Linked DNA regions of Sus scrofa: regions 1 and 3 are each linked to region 2. The links are chromatin contacts, called in public Hi-C and HiChIP or PLAC-seq maps. All regions are on one chromosome and are shown on one strand. Each heading gives the region's core, a stretch centred on a gene start, on an enhancer-like site or on the middle of the called end of the contact. The rest is flanking DNA. Distances are from core to core; before and after follow the strand shown. Region 1 has its middle 260 kb from the start of FIGN. Region 2 holds the start of FIGN (fidgetin). Region 3 has its middle 390 kb from the start of FIGN.

Evidence for each region. A called contact is a pair of places that touch in the nucleus more often than the background predicts. HiChIP or PLAC-seq counts read pairs in DNA pulled down with a chosen protein or histone mark.
Region 1: a Hi-C map of fetal heart ventricle shows a contact between it and region 2, with 4 times the contacts expected there. The contact joins the enhancer-like site here to the promoter of FIGN in region 2. A contact is called at or near these places in 3 of 47 Hi-C or Micro-C datasets (embryonic fibroblasts, fetal heart ventricle and heart right ventricle) and 1 of 2 datasets of contacts at active chromatin or transcription factors (skeletal muscle).
Region 3: an H3K27ac HiChIP or PLAC-seq map of skeletal muscle shows a contact between it and region 2, with 6 times the contacts expected there. The contact joins the enhancer-like site here to the promoter of FIGN in region 2. A contact is called at or near these places in 11 of 47 Hi-C or Micro-C datasets (alveolar macrophages, embryonic fibroblasts, fetal heart ventricle and 7 more) and 1 of 2 datasets of contacts at active chromatin or transcription factors (skeletal muscle).

The regions. Positions count from the first base shown.
Region 1 is chr15:70,133,297-70,136,986 of Sscrofa11.1, reverse strand. No RefSeq gene overlaps it. Among named protein-coding and RNA genes, the nearest start is that of FIGN, 260 kb to the left of the region's middle. Within about 2 kb of position 2,121, at least 5 of the 83 cell types and tissues checked have an H3K27ac peak or open chromatin away from gene starts, as enhancers often do.
Region 2 is chr15:70,391,433-70,395,444 of Sscrofa11.1, reverse strand. FIGN (fidgetin) reads left to right here and starts at 1,350. Exons shown (of 3, transcript XM_003483662.4): 1 at 1,350-1,801; 2 at 2,579-2,748. The coding sequence starts at 2,724.
Region 3 is chr15:70,006,128-70,010,029 of Sscrofa11.1, reverse strand. No RefSeq gene overlaps it. Among named protein-coding and RNA genes, the nearest start is that of FIGN, 390 kb to the left of the region's middle. Within about 2 kb of position 2,354, at least 39 of the 83 cell types and tissues checked have an H3K27ac peak or open chromatin away from gene starts, as enhancers often do. A contact at or near this core is called in mesenteric adipose tissue, retroperitoneal adipose tissue, skeletal muscle and 1 more, where this site is marked.

The DNA.
Region 1 (3,690 bases), core at 872-3,371, 260 kb after region 2:
AGCTAGTTTTAACCTTGTAATTTAAATGTTTAATTTATCTTTCATTTTAATATATGAGAATTAGATTAAGCCCAAGATTATGTCCAGGTAGAAAAGAAACATAGTCTTATTTTTATTCTTGTATTACATTCTGTTATTATTTCCTATTATTAAGAGCTTACCTATCTTCTAATAAGAAAAAATTCCTTCTTTTTTTGTAAAACAAAAATAATTTGACACTTTTAGAGGAGGAAAACAAACTTCTAGCTTTTTGATAAATTACATTAATGTGTATGAAAACTTGCATGTTCAAAAATGCTAAAATCTGTAAGCAATTTTGCACTGAAATCAGATTTTACCAGATTTCTGAATAAAGCACAGGCAAGCAATTAGAGCAGTTTAGTATACAACAGGCAGCCTAGAGAGCAGCTTTCTTCATGTTTCCATCAAAGAAGAACACATCCTTGCTAATAGAAATATTATTTAAAATGCTGTGAATCGGCAGGAGCTTGCAGCAGTGGCAACAACCAGCAGTCCTGCGTTAGCATAGCAGCCCGCCCTGCCCTTGTGCTGCCCACAAATGACCAGGGAAATCCCAGAGGTACTCTTGAATTTCTGCATTCTCATTTCTTCAGCTGTAAAATATCTGTCACTCACATTCCACACTGGCCAAAGTGACACCTGCCAGTCTCAAGAACAAGGACAAATTATTGTCCGTCTGCCAACCACGTCTCAGCAATGAGAGCAGAGCAATAGCAGGAATGTGCATCTGACAGTGTATTGTTAAACACTAATTTGTTTTTTTGGATGTTTCTTTCAAGAAGGCTAATTTTCAGCATATTACTGTTTAACATTCAGGACCTGCTTTTGTGGTACATTGTATATCTTAATGACACATTTAAAAATACTTACAAATAGGTGGCAACATATATATTGAATAAGCTCAGGTGTCACTGGGTAGGGTAACATGATGGTTTTGTCATGGCTTTGGTCATGAATAGAAGGCTTCTAGGGTACTTTTAGGGTCAGATTCAAATGCATTTCCTTAGACCCACCTTCCAAAACTTGTGTGTGTGTATGAGAGAGAGAGATCTGTCATCATGTCACATGAAGTTATGCAATATTCTATCTGTTGTTGATGAAATGCAACATGACAGAATGTAATGTAATGTAACATATCAAAAAATGTAAATAATATACTTTGGGAGATTAGATATCTGCTGTCAATTCCTATCGTAGGGATCTGAACAGAACCTACCGAGGCGGACAGAAGCTCAGTGAACGCCAAACTGGCCGTGGTGTCTGAGAACCGACACACACCACAGTTCACTGATTTCCTCAATTACTTTGGGGTAGTTTGGCACGTATAGAAATGTTCAACAAAAGTTTTCTTGTTGGACACTTCTGGGAAGCAATCTGATTGTTAATTACAAACGCTCAGGGTGATTGCTCTGCATAATTGTTTTACTCCTTCAGCACTCCATTAGAAGCTTATCTGCCAAAGGTTTATTTTTAGATCTTTGAATTTTTAACATCATTCTTACATCAAACTGATGCAGTATGAGTGACCTCTCCGTATAAAATCCTTTAACCAGCCAAGGTAATCTCGTGCCTCCTGTGAGAGGTAGAAGAAGAGAGATTGTATGACCATGTGTATTTTATTTCCAACAGCATCTGTAATCAAGCCACACACACACACATTTCAAAATACGCCTGTTGAGAAATAACTTCAGTTATGTGCTCTACATTGCTTCAAAATAGTTAAGAGCAAAAGGTATATCTCAGAATTAAACCAAATGCATTCCAGATGCTATTTCTTTTTATTACCAAGCTTTAGTGATAGGTTCTTAACAATAGACAACACAAAACAAGTCCACCTTGCCTTAAAAGTAAGTGGGCAGAAGCTCATTTGATACTGCATTCCTGAGAATGGAACCTTTTATTTGCTGTCATAGTGATGACTTTTAATTGTCCTAATAAATAAGCTTTTAAAAAGCTTCTAAAATGTTCTCTAATAATACACTTTGGTCTTTAGCCATAGAAATGCAGAAATAATTAGAAGTGGCATTGTGTACACTGCCTTCTGGACTGGGCTGAAGGTGAAGGAGAAAGTCTCATGCTATCCTTGTCAGCTGCAAGGGTAATTACTGCTGGCTGAAATTACTCAACATTTGTTTATAAGCTCCCCAGAGCATGCTGTAAATAGATTGTCTGTTATAGTCCAATCACATTAAAACGCTGCTCCTTGCAAACTGCTACCTCCTGTTTTCTGTAAGCTAGACAGAGAAAGCCTGCTGCTCACTTACTGAGCACTGAGCAGGGAAGAGCTATGTTTAATGTGATTGTTTTCATTAGATTCTTCTCTGGCCAAGATCACATTTGTTGTTTTCAGAGTCTGAATGCTAGTGGGGTACATCACTTTCATTAGGACCTTTTTATTTGCTTTAGGGAGGATGTGTGTTTCCTTATTATTGCAGTGTGCATGTAGCAGTTCGGAAGGAAATGTAAAACAGTGCAGAAGAGGGGCCATATACCTTCCTTTCCACACAGAGGATTTGTTTATCTATGTTGAGTTTTAGAAAGTTCATAGCATTTAATGGTTATATCAGTTTGATTTCATTTAGCAAATATTTATAGAGTCCTCACTGTATGCTTAATACTAGATTAGGTACTATAAAGATAAATATTTATAGCTTTTAGGAAGACTAAAATCTAGCTAGGGGGAAATGACTTGGATATGTGATAAGGTTAAAGATTTATTAATAAGATGTGTGATAAAATGCAAATTTGAAATGTAGTAAGTACCAAATGGATATGCAAAGTCTATATGTGAATCATTAGCAAGTTTTTATGTTTAGGGAGTAAGTAGAATTTACTGTTTTGGAAAGGTAATAAAGCTTTATGAATGAAATTAATTATGTCCCCTTCCAAGGGGACCAGAGACAACCCAGACAGTAGTTAGCTCAGCTTTTTGGTAAACCTTGCTTTTGGTTTATCATTTTTCATGGGAGAGATTTGATTAGTGCTTTAGGCTGGCTGTCCTGAAAAGTTCTGAATACAGGAGAGAATAGGAGATTAAAAGTAGCTCATTGGAAAGAACCTGGATATTCAGTGAACCAAATCCTACAATAGTCCAAGTTTGTTCTCTAACTGATAAATAGGCAAATTTGGCTATTTTGTGGGAAAAGAATTGAGAATAATTTTTGAGTTCTGTTTTATAATTGACCAAGATTTACAAAATCTGGGTATTGTGTCTTTATAGCAGTCACAAATAAAAAATTGCATTTGACTTCATCAAGAGAATGAACTACTCTATAAACCTGTCTTGAAAAGTTTTGTCCTTTCAAACATTGGACGAAAAATACTGCAGACAAGGAATATTTCTCAGTGGGTGGCAGGCATAGTAACAAGAAATGCAAATTGTAAAAATTCAGATCTGAGAGACAGAAGGACTAGTTGTGAAGTGGAGGAAAAATAGGTATATAGTCTTACTTTCTAGGAAATATTTGGCTTTTTTCTTCCTTTACACCATTCCAATTTTTTTTCTCAGAGAAATTATCCTTCCTTTTTATCAAGTCTGGAAATCTCCCATTTCCTATTATGTATACTGATTTCACTGGCAAGCAGTTCAAGAAAGAAAGATTTGAGTGCCAGAAAGGATGATTCAATTACATTTTACAATAATTCCTGGAAGTACCATATTCTAGGCTT
Region 2 (4,012 bases), core at 101-2,600:
GGGCTACTGGTCGAATATTTAATTTGCCTCTTTCATTCTTAGCTTAGTTGAAATATAGAGGACCGGATGTCCACCAGGCCAAAGTATAAACTTAACCATTTATCTATTAAAGTCATATTTAATGAAAACGAAGAGAAATTATTACCCCACTCACTCTCTTTCTCATTACAATTTCTAAAGAACTTTGCTGGGCACATTATCTCGTAGACATCATGATCAAATGTTATTGTTTGCTTTATTATCTCAGTTGGATGGTTGGCTAGTCTAGAATGAAATAGGTTGAAGGCAGTACTCGCAGCCTAGAAGTCTGAATGAGGTTCCCATTCAAATGATCCTGGTTGTTGGGGGTGGGGCGGGGTGATTAGTAAACCAACTGAGCTTACATTGCATAGTAAGTGTCTGGATGCAGCACATTTACATCTAACAAGAGACCCCAGAAAACGTGTGTGTGTTTCTTAAACCTTATGTTCCGAACAAAAGGCTATCTCAGGAACAGACAATCAGCACTGCATTGCTCCCTGGGATGCAGCAACACACTCAACTGCACATTTCTTTCTTCCTCAGCTCCCAGCACCACAAAGCCCCTACTCTCTTCCCACTCCTGGGTCCCCACATTGCACCATAGAAGGGGGCTGGGAAAGCTGAAGCCTAACGTTTATGCCTGCGCACCAGCCGCCCGCACCGGGCCCCCCAGGCGTTGCTTTCCCCTACCCGAGCCGCCTGGGGGAGGTAGGGAGGGGAGCAAGAGAGCAGAAGAGTGGACCGCACACCTAGCTACTTCGGATTTTATTTATTCACAGGGCGGCGCGGGAGGGGAAGTGGGTTAATTCGGATTTTTTTTTTTCCCCGAAGTTGCCTCCTCTTGGCAGATAAAGTCATTTTCTGGCTGGTGTTAGGGGCCCAGGGGAGAGTGCGGGTGAGGTCCGGGTTCCCGGGGCCATATCCCGTCCTGTGCGCGGAGTCGAGGGGGGTGGGGAAGGGTGAACCCGCCGCAACTGTCGAGAGGGCCTGGAGTGGGCAGGGAGGGGTAGTGGGCCGAGAGCCCTTCAAGGCGGGCAGGGAGCGAAGGGCCGGCTGGTCACGCGTGGGAAAGAAAGGCCCCTTTCCCCCGAGGCATCGCTCCCCTTTCCCCAGACTGGGCCGCCTGAGAGTGCGGGCAGGCAGAGCTCCCTGTCCCCGCGCGCGTAATCATGACCTCGGGGCCCCCTCCGGGCCGCGTGAGCGCGTCGACGAGGCTGGGCGGCCGCCGCGGCCCCGGCCGTGTAACATGACCCGAGCGGCCGGCCGGCCAGCGCGGCGCGGCCATTGAGCCCTCCCTGCCCATGAATCTCTGGCGCGTCTCTAGCTCGCTCGCCGCTTGCCTCCCGCCTCCCTTTCTCCCCCTCCAGCTCCGCGGGCTCCGTGCGCCTCTCCCTCTCCCTCCCGGTCCTCCCGCTGCCCGTCTCTCTCCACTGCCCGCCTCTCGCCACTGCCTCCCGTCTCCTCTCCCTCACGGCAGCCTCGGTCTCTTTCTCCCTCTCTCCTTTGAAAACTGATCTTTGGCTCTTAGTGTGAAAGTGATTTGAATTTGGCTCGGCGGCGCTCTGCGCCTGCGCCCAGCCTCTGGCATGCTGGCTCCTTCCAAGCAGCTGTTTTGGGTTTGAAATTCCAACATGGCAGAGGCTGCAGTCCGTCTTCCCTTCAAAAACTTGGAATGATTTCAAATCATAGGCACCTTCACTTAACCCTAGCTTCCATTCATCAGCAAACACATCGGATCGATGCTACGCTAACCTATCGGGTTTTCGCTCCGCGCGTTCAGGTAAGAGGAGCTTCGTAGTTTTCTACCATCTGTTTAAATTTGTTTTGGTTTTTGTTTGTTTAATTTTAAAGAATATAAATAAATCCAAGACCTGTAATGAAAAGAGATCTTCGAGTTGTGCCGTAAACATTAAATTTAATTTGCATCCCGTTTATATTCTGTACACCAACCTGCTGTCTAATTTCTCAGTACAAAGTAGCCCTGAAACATTATAATGCATATTTTTGCTGCTTAATCATTGTAACAATAGTGTAGGATTAAGAGTTCGCGGTTGCAAGAGTCTCGTTTTCCGCTATATTGAGCTTACTTATTACTATATTTTTACTTCGAAATAAAAAAAAAAAATAAGAAAGCGGAGCCATAGGGTGGGGCTAGACTTTCTTTGGGAACTAACTTCTAAGTAAATAAGAAGTGTAAATAAGAATCTTGCACACACAAAAAGTTGAGGTTAAATTACAATCTCGTGGCTGAGGGACGTGAAAATGTCAGAAGATCGGTTGCAGAAAAATGTAAGCACATCATCTTGGAGGGGGTACAGCGTGGTGGGCGTATTGTTGGCAAGGAACGGGAGAGAAAGATGTATAATTTAATGGTATATACAATCCACTGATCCTATTACCGTCCTCCCCGGAGCTCTTGTTAGTTTCAATGGGAGTGAGTGAAATTGACATGGACTTGCATTCCTGGTCATGTGCTTTTTTTCCTTTCTTTCTTCTCCTGTGATCTGAGATCCCCTTTTTGTTGATGTTGCTTTCCCCCTTAATTATATGCATGTAGGTTAAATGAATACCTGACGAAAGGGCCCACGTTTCAAGGCAGTGACATTTGATAGCTGAGAGGAAAAGTGGCTTTAATGAAAAGCAACCTTTGGAATTCCTGCTTGTGAGAAATCCAATTCAGCTTTTTGTGCTGCCAGCAAGAAATGATCAGTAGCACCAGTGTTTATGGTATGTCAGTTTTGGAATTTACTTCCTTTGCATCTAAATAGGAAAGACAAATTAAATAGCATGATAAAACCATTGAAGACTCTGCTTGGGAAGCAGCTGCTCATGATATATAATTCCTTTAAAATTATATATATGGATATTTTAATCTGTCAAAATCTTGTTTGTTTTTGCTATTACTTGTTTGTATATTTCAGTTTTGATTAATAGATTCCTGAAGTCCACCTTTATTGGTTTTAGCTGTAATCCCAAAGTTGCATGTTGCTAGTAATGCGCTATATAACCACTGAAGTCAAATGGTATGTAAATGAGTTAAACTCAGTGTGAGGTTTTTTGGGGGGAGGGGGCTGGGCGGAGAGGGGAGAGGGTGCGATTGTGGGGAAAGAATGCTTACTAATGAAAGTATATATATTTATATACATATGTACACACACAGAAGTGGATGACATTTTTTTTCTCAATCTATTAATGAATTTTGACTCTGCTCTCAATGATTGCACTTTGTGGAGTAATCAGTTCTTCTGAGTGTGGTTTTTTGGGGTGAGTGAAGGGATATCTAATACATGAAAATAAAAAAAATGTATTTGATTGCTTAAAGTCCTTAATGCCTTTTAAGGAACAGTGGTAGGGTTTTTTTGTTTTTTGTTTTGTTTTTCCGTTGCCATTCACTTGTCTGCCTGTCAGCGTTTTTTACTTTTAACCTGTGACAGAATTAAATAAGCAGGCACTGAAATTGACTTTGTTTGAAATCTCTCTTTCCTCTTTACCAGGAAAAAAAAAAAAAAAAAAAAAAAAAAGAGGTCAGATAAATGGAGTGAGAGGGGGATTTCAATAGCTCTTGTGACCATTCCATGTGTACACTTTGTGATATTCAATTAAGACTAGGAGGGAGCAACAACAAAAAGCTGTTAAAAGTATTTTGCATAACCAAAGGATATGTCTACTTTAAACTGTTTTGTTGTTTTTGTTTTTGTTACATATATCTCACCACCATACATTCACCCTGAAAAGAGAGAAAGGAGGGAAGGGAGAATATGAAAGAAAGAAATAGCAGTGGGGCAAAGCTGCCATGGGTCTGTAATGTGGCCGTGGTTACTGCTCTCTCATAACACAAATGTGAATACAAGGAAAGGGACTTCAAGAGCCGTTGCGCGACAGACACTTCTGGTTGGACTCTGGTGACTATTGAGCTAAACACATACCGCTCTTACATGATAGGAAGGGTTTGATTGAATTTTGCATTTGGAACTTGTTGACTTTGAAGCGA
Region 3 (3,902 bases), core at 1,105-3,604, 390 kb after region 2:
TTTTTCTACCACCTTAAGAGGAGAAATGCCAAAGGGAACAGCAATTTTTTACCCCCTCTGTGTGATGTTCATTACAAGAAACCCACACAGAGACCTTTTAAAACAGGTCTCCAGTAAAAAGAGCAGAAAATTAATATAGGCTTGATTTTTCAAAATGAGTTTTGTTTTTTGCATAAGTTGAATCATCACACAAACCTTCAAAACACACATTTCTGCCCTAATTTGCTGAAGGTCAATAAAACTGCATTGAGTTTAGAGATTGCATATATGAGACAGATATTTCAGAGTCAAAGCTCACAAAAAGTATGTGAAATTCTGTGCCTTAAAGATGACTAAGGGACACATGGCAAATCTTGAAGTAGTAGTTTATTTAAATTACAAAGAATTCCATGAAAAATGTTTCCAACCAGCAGTTGGTGCCCAAGTTTCAATAAAAATGGCAGACTACCACTAAGCTAGTAAGTGATATAGAGCATCCAGGTATATTTGCAGTTATCTATTAACTCCAAACAAAATGGAGAGTATAAACAGAAGGAAACCCCCCAAACCTTAATCATCACATGGCAACAATAGAGAAAAATTGTTGTTACCTAAAAACTGAAAGTTAAATTATCATCAATGCTGTGCCAAGCAGAGAAAGCATTAGCGAATGTGAATAAGCACTGCAGAAAATGTGAGGTTTTTCCTCCAGATTTGTGGAAAAAACCCTGCTGAATTACTTAGGAAAGAGCTTACATTGTTTTTTATGCCTTGTTATTCTTATTGTAACTTCTGAGTTCAAGCATGTTACTGTTCCCAGCATGTTATGCAAACACAGAGGAGCAAAATGATTGTTTCAAAAAAGATGAGTACAATTATTTTAATGTTAAAAACTACTTAATTCCCGTCTGGCAATTTCTTTTTTAACTTGTCAGTTAGTCACTACTTAGGCATTTGGTAATGTATTGCCAGTAACTGTTTCAATTTATTATTTCTAGTCCCCACATTCATGGATAAAACAATGTTTAAACTTGCTTATGTTCTCAGACCTCTAGATTCAAATGCTTCCTGGACACTTTAAGCTCTCCCAATGTGATCTGAGTCTGCACCATTCTCAGGATGTCGGGTGGGGCCCAGGGAACACTGTTAATTTGAGAGGGTACAAGGATGTAGTCATGCATTCAAATTATTTCTAACTTCCCACCAGAAATCAAATTCGTGTTTTGGAAAATTAGTACTTAGCCAAGTTCTGGGGAAGAAAGCATTTTATTTAATAATAGTTCAAATAATGCAGTAAAAATGCCTCTCTGTGCATTTGAACTGGCCCTGGTGGCCTGATTCAGTATTTTGCACATTTTCTTGACTTTTCAAGCTTCATACACACAAAAAGAAATTGTACAAAACATTTAGCACTATTTTTTTTTCCATAGCTGGTAATGGGGCTTTCACAACACAAAGGCAAGGAAAAATTATTTGGAAAGGTGAACAGGATTTTAGAAAAACTAAAAAACTCTCCTCATACATTTTAGACTCAGCTTTCTGTCCCTTTCCTATGTGTTTTAAATCGAGTCACTTGATTCCCTGAAAGAATTATGCTTATGAACTTTAAATGCTGAATGTAATCATCCATAATTGACCCACAAAAACAAATTTCATAGAGAAGAATGATGTTAAAGACTGCTATTTACTGACAGTTTTTTTTTTTTTGTGCCTCTGCTTACCAAATAGGTAAATAATCTACCACTCTATTGCCCAAACTATTTCAGAATTCACATATGCACCAAAGAAAATGTGGCTTTGAGCTCCTCTTGCAAATAGCTCCTATCCTAAGATCTTAGAAGTTTTATCTTGTGCAAAAAGGCAGTTTTCACCAGTAACACAGCCATCTGTTTAGTAAAAACAAGGCTAGCTAGTGAATTGCAACTTGTGTGTGAATGTGTGTGTGTGTGTGGTGTGTAGTGGAGGTGGTGGTGAGAGAAGGTCAAAGGGTAAATTCCAATTGCTGTGACATATTTTTATGAGCTGAATCATACCCAGCTTTTAGCCTTGAAAGGGGAAGAAGATCTTAGAAAGGGAAGTAACATGAATGGTCAGGTCAAGAAAATCCTCAAGAAGAGCTCTTCCAAATTAGTGTTAATTGCTCCCCAACCTGCCATATTCATCCATTTGAATTTTATTTTATTGTCCTAGGACTTGAAAAGATCCATTTTCTCTTACAGGAATACCAGTAAAATTTGGATTGTCAAAGACAAAGTTCTCTTGGAGGATTTACTTCCCTTTTTATACCTTTGGTATTTTTCTCCTTGTTGGAGGGGCGAGGGGTGAAGCATCCTCAAAAGTCAGGAAGGAGGAGGAGACTACGTTCACAGTTAGTTCCCAGCCCAAGGCTGACAAAGCACTGCTGCAGCAGGAGGGAAAATGCTAACCAGAGCGAGGGAGAAAAGACAGAAGGGGCCCCAGAATCCCAGCTTGCTTAGAAGCCTTAACAACTTCACCCTACCCTTCCTCTCTGGGCTCCCTTCTCTCTGACAAATGTGGAGGCTATTTTCTGCTTTTTCCAAGAGGTACTGCCAGGATTAAAAACAAAACAAACAAACAAACAGAAAAGAAAAGAAAAGAAAAGCTGATTCTAAAATCAAGAAAGAAGAAGCAGAAGGGTCAGGGGCAACAGTCAAGGCAGAAGCAGCGGCGGTGGCCAGTTCAGCGCCGGCATCACCGCTCCCGCGGCGCTGTCGCGGGCAGCGGCCGCCGCGGTGACAGCCCCAGTGGCAACAGCTGAGGGGAGGCCAGGCTTCTCCCGGTGCCAACGCACTGGGGTCGGAGTGGGGAGTCCCTATCGCTCCCATCTTCTGAGCAAGCACATTCTTCTCATTCCTTCACTCTCGCCTTCTCAGTGTCAGCTGACCGACTGCTCCCTCCCTTGCCTTGGGGATTGGCAAAGCCGCCTTTCTTTTCCTGCGATGCAGGAGAATGACACCCGGATTTGTTCTAGTAGGTGTCCCTGCCGCCTCAGGCGTGAGTTCCCAGAGCCAGTTAGACCTGGGCCTCCCTGGGCATCTGTCTCCCGGTTGGTTCATCGAATCCCAAGGCATTTTGTGGGTGAGATTGCCAGTGACTAAACAAGACCTTAAATTTCAAAGTTGATGGGTATAAATCTAGGCATCAGTTGAGAGGGTGACCAGCTCCAAGGCACTGAAAGAAGATGAACAAATGAGGCAATTTCAGTATTATCAGAGACAACATTATGACCCTTTTTGTTGTAAAAGGAACACAAATGTAGCTACAGATTGAATGAAGTTATAGGCCATTAAAGGGCAAGAGAGAAGAGGGAAGGGATAATAGGCACTGTCCATTTGAGCCTGTTATACTTACTGTTTCAAATCTATTCAGACAGTGTTAGTGGCAAATACATAGTTTACCGGCAATAATAAATGAGGGAAGGAGTAGAGATAAATCTTAGGGAGCGCGGCAGTGCATTTAGAGTAGTGACAATTGCTATTTATTTGCTTTTCTCTTATGAAAACTATACAGGGCAAGGTTATATGTGCGATGCACATCTTTATAATATTTTTTCCCCATATTTTTGGAAGTCAGGGTGAAAGAAAGCATTCAACTTTATTTTCTTTAATTAGATATACGAAAAAAATCAATAAGCCTTTTTTTAGTATGGATTTCTCTCCTCTAGTCAATGTTCAAGCAAAACTAATTGTACATTTTTTTACATTTATAGCCAACCTGTTTGCCTATCCCATATGACTGTTAAATTCTACCCTAAAAGTTTACAATATTTCATGTATATGAACTTTAACTCTGCCATACAGCTGTGTATTTCTTCATACATTTGGCCTTTAACAATCGAAGGGTTTAGACACGTTGTTCACTTGCTGGAGAAATAAATAGAGTTATTTTGTTTTTAAGTATAA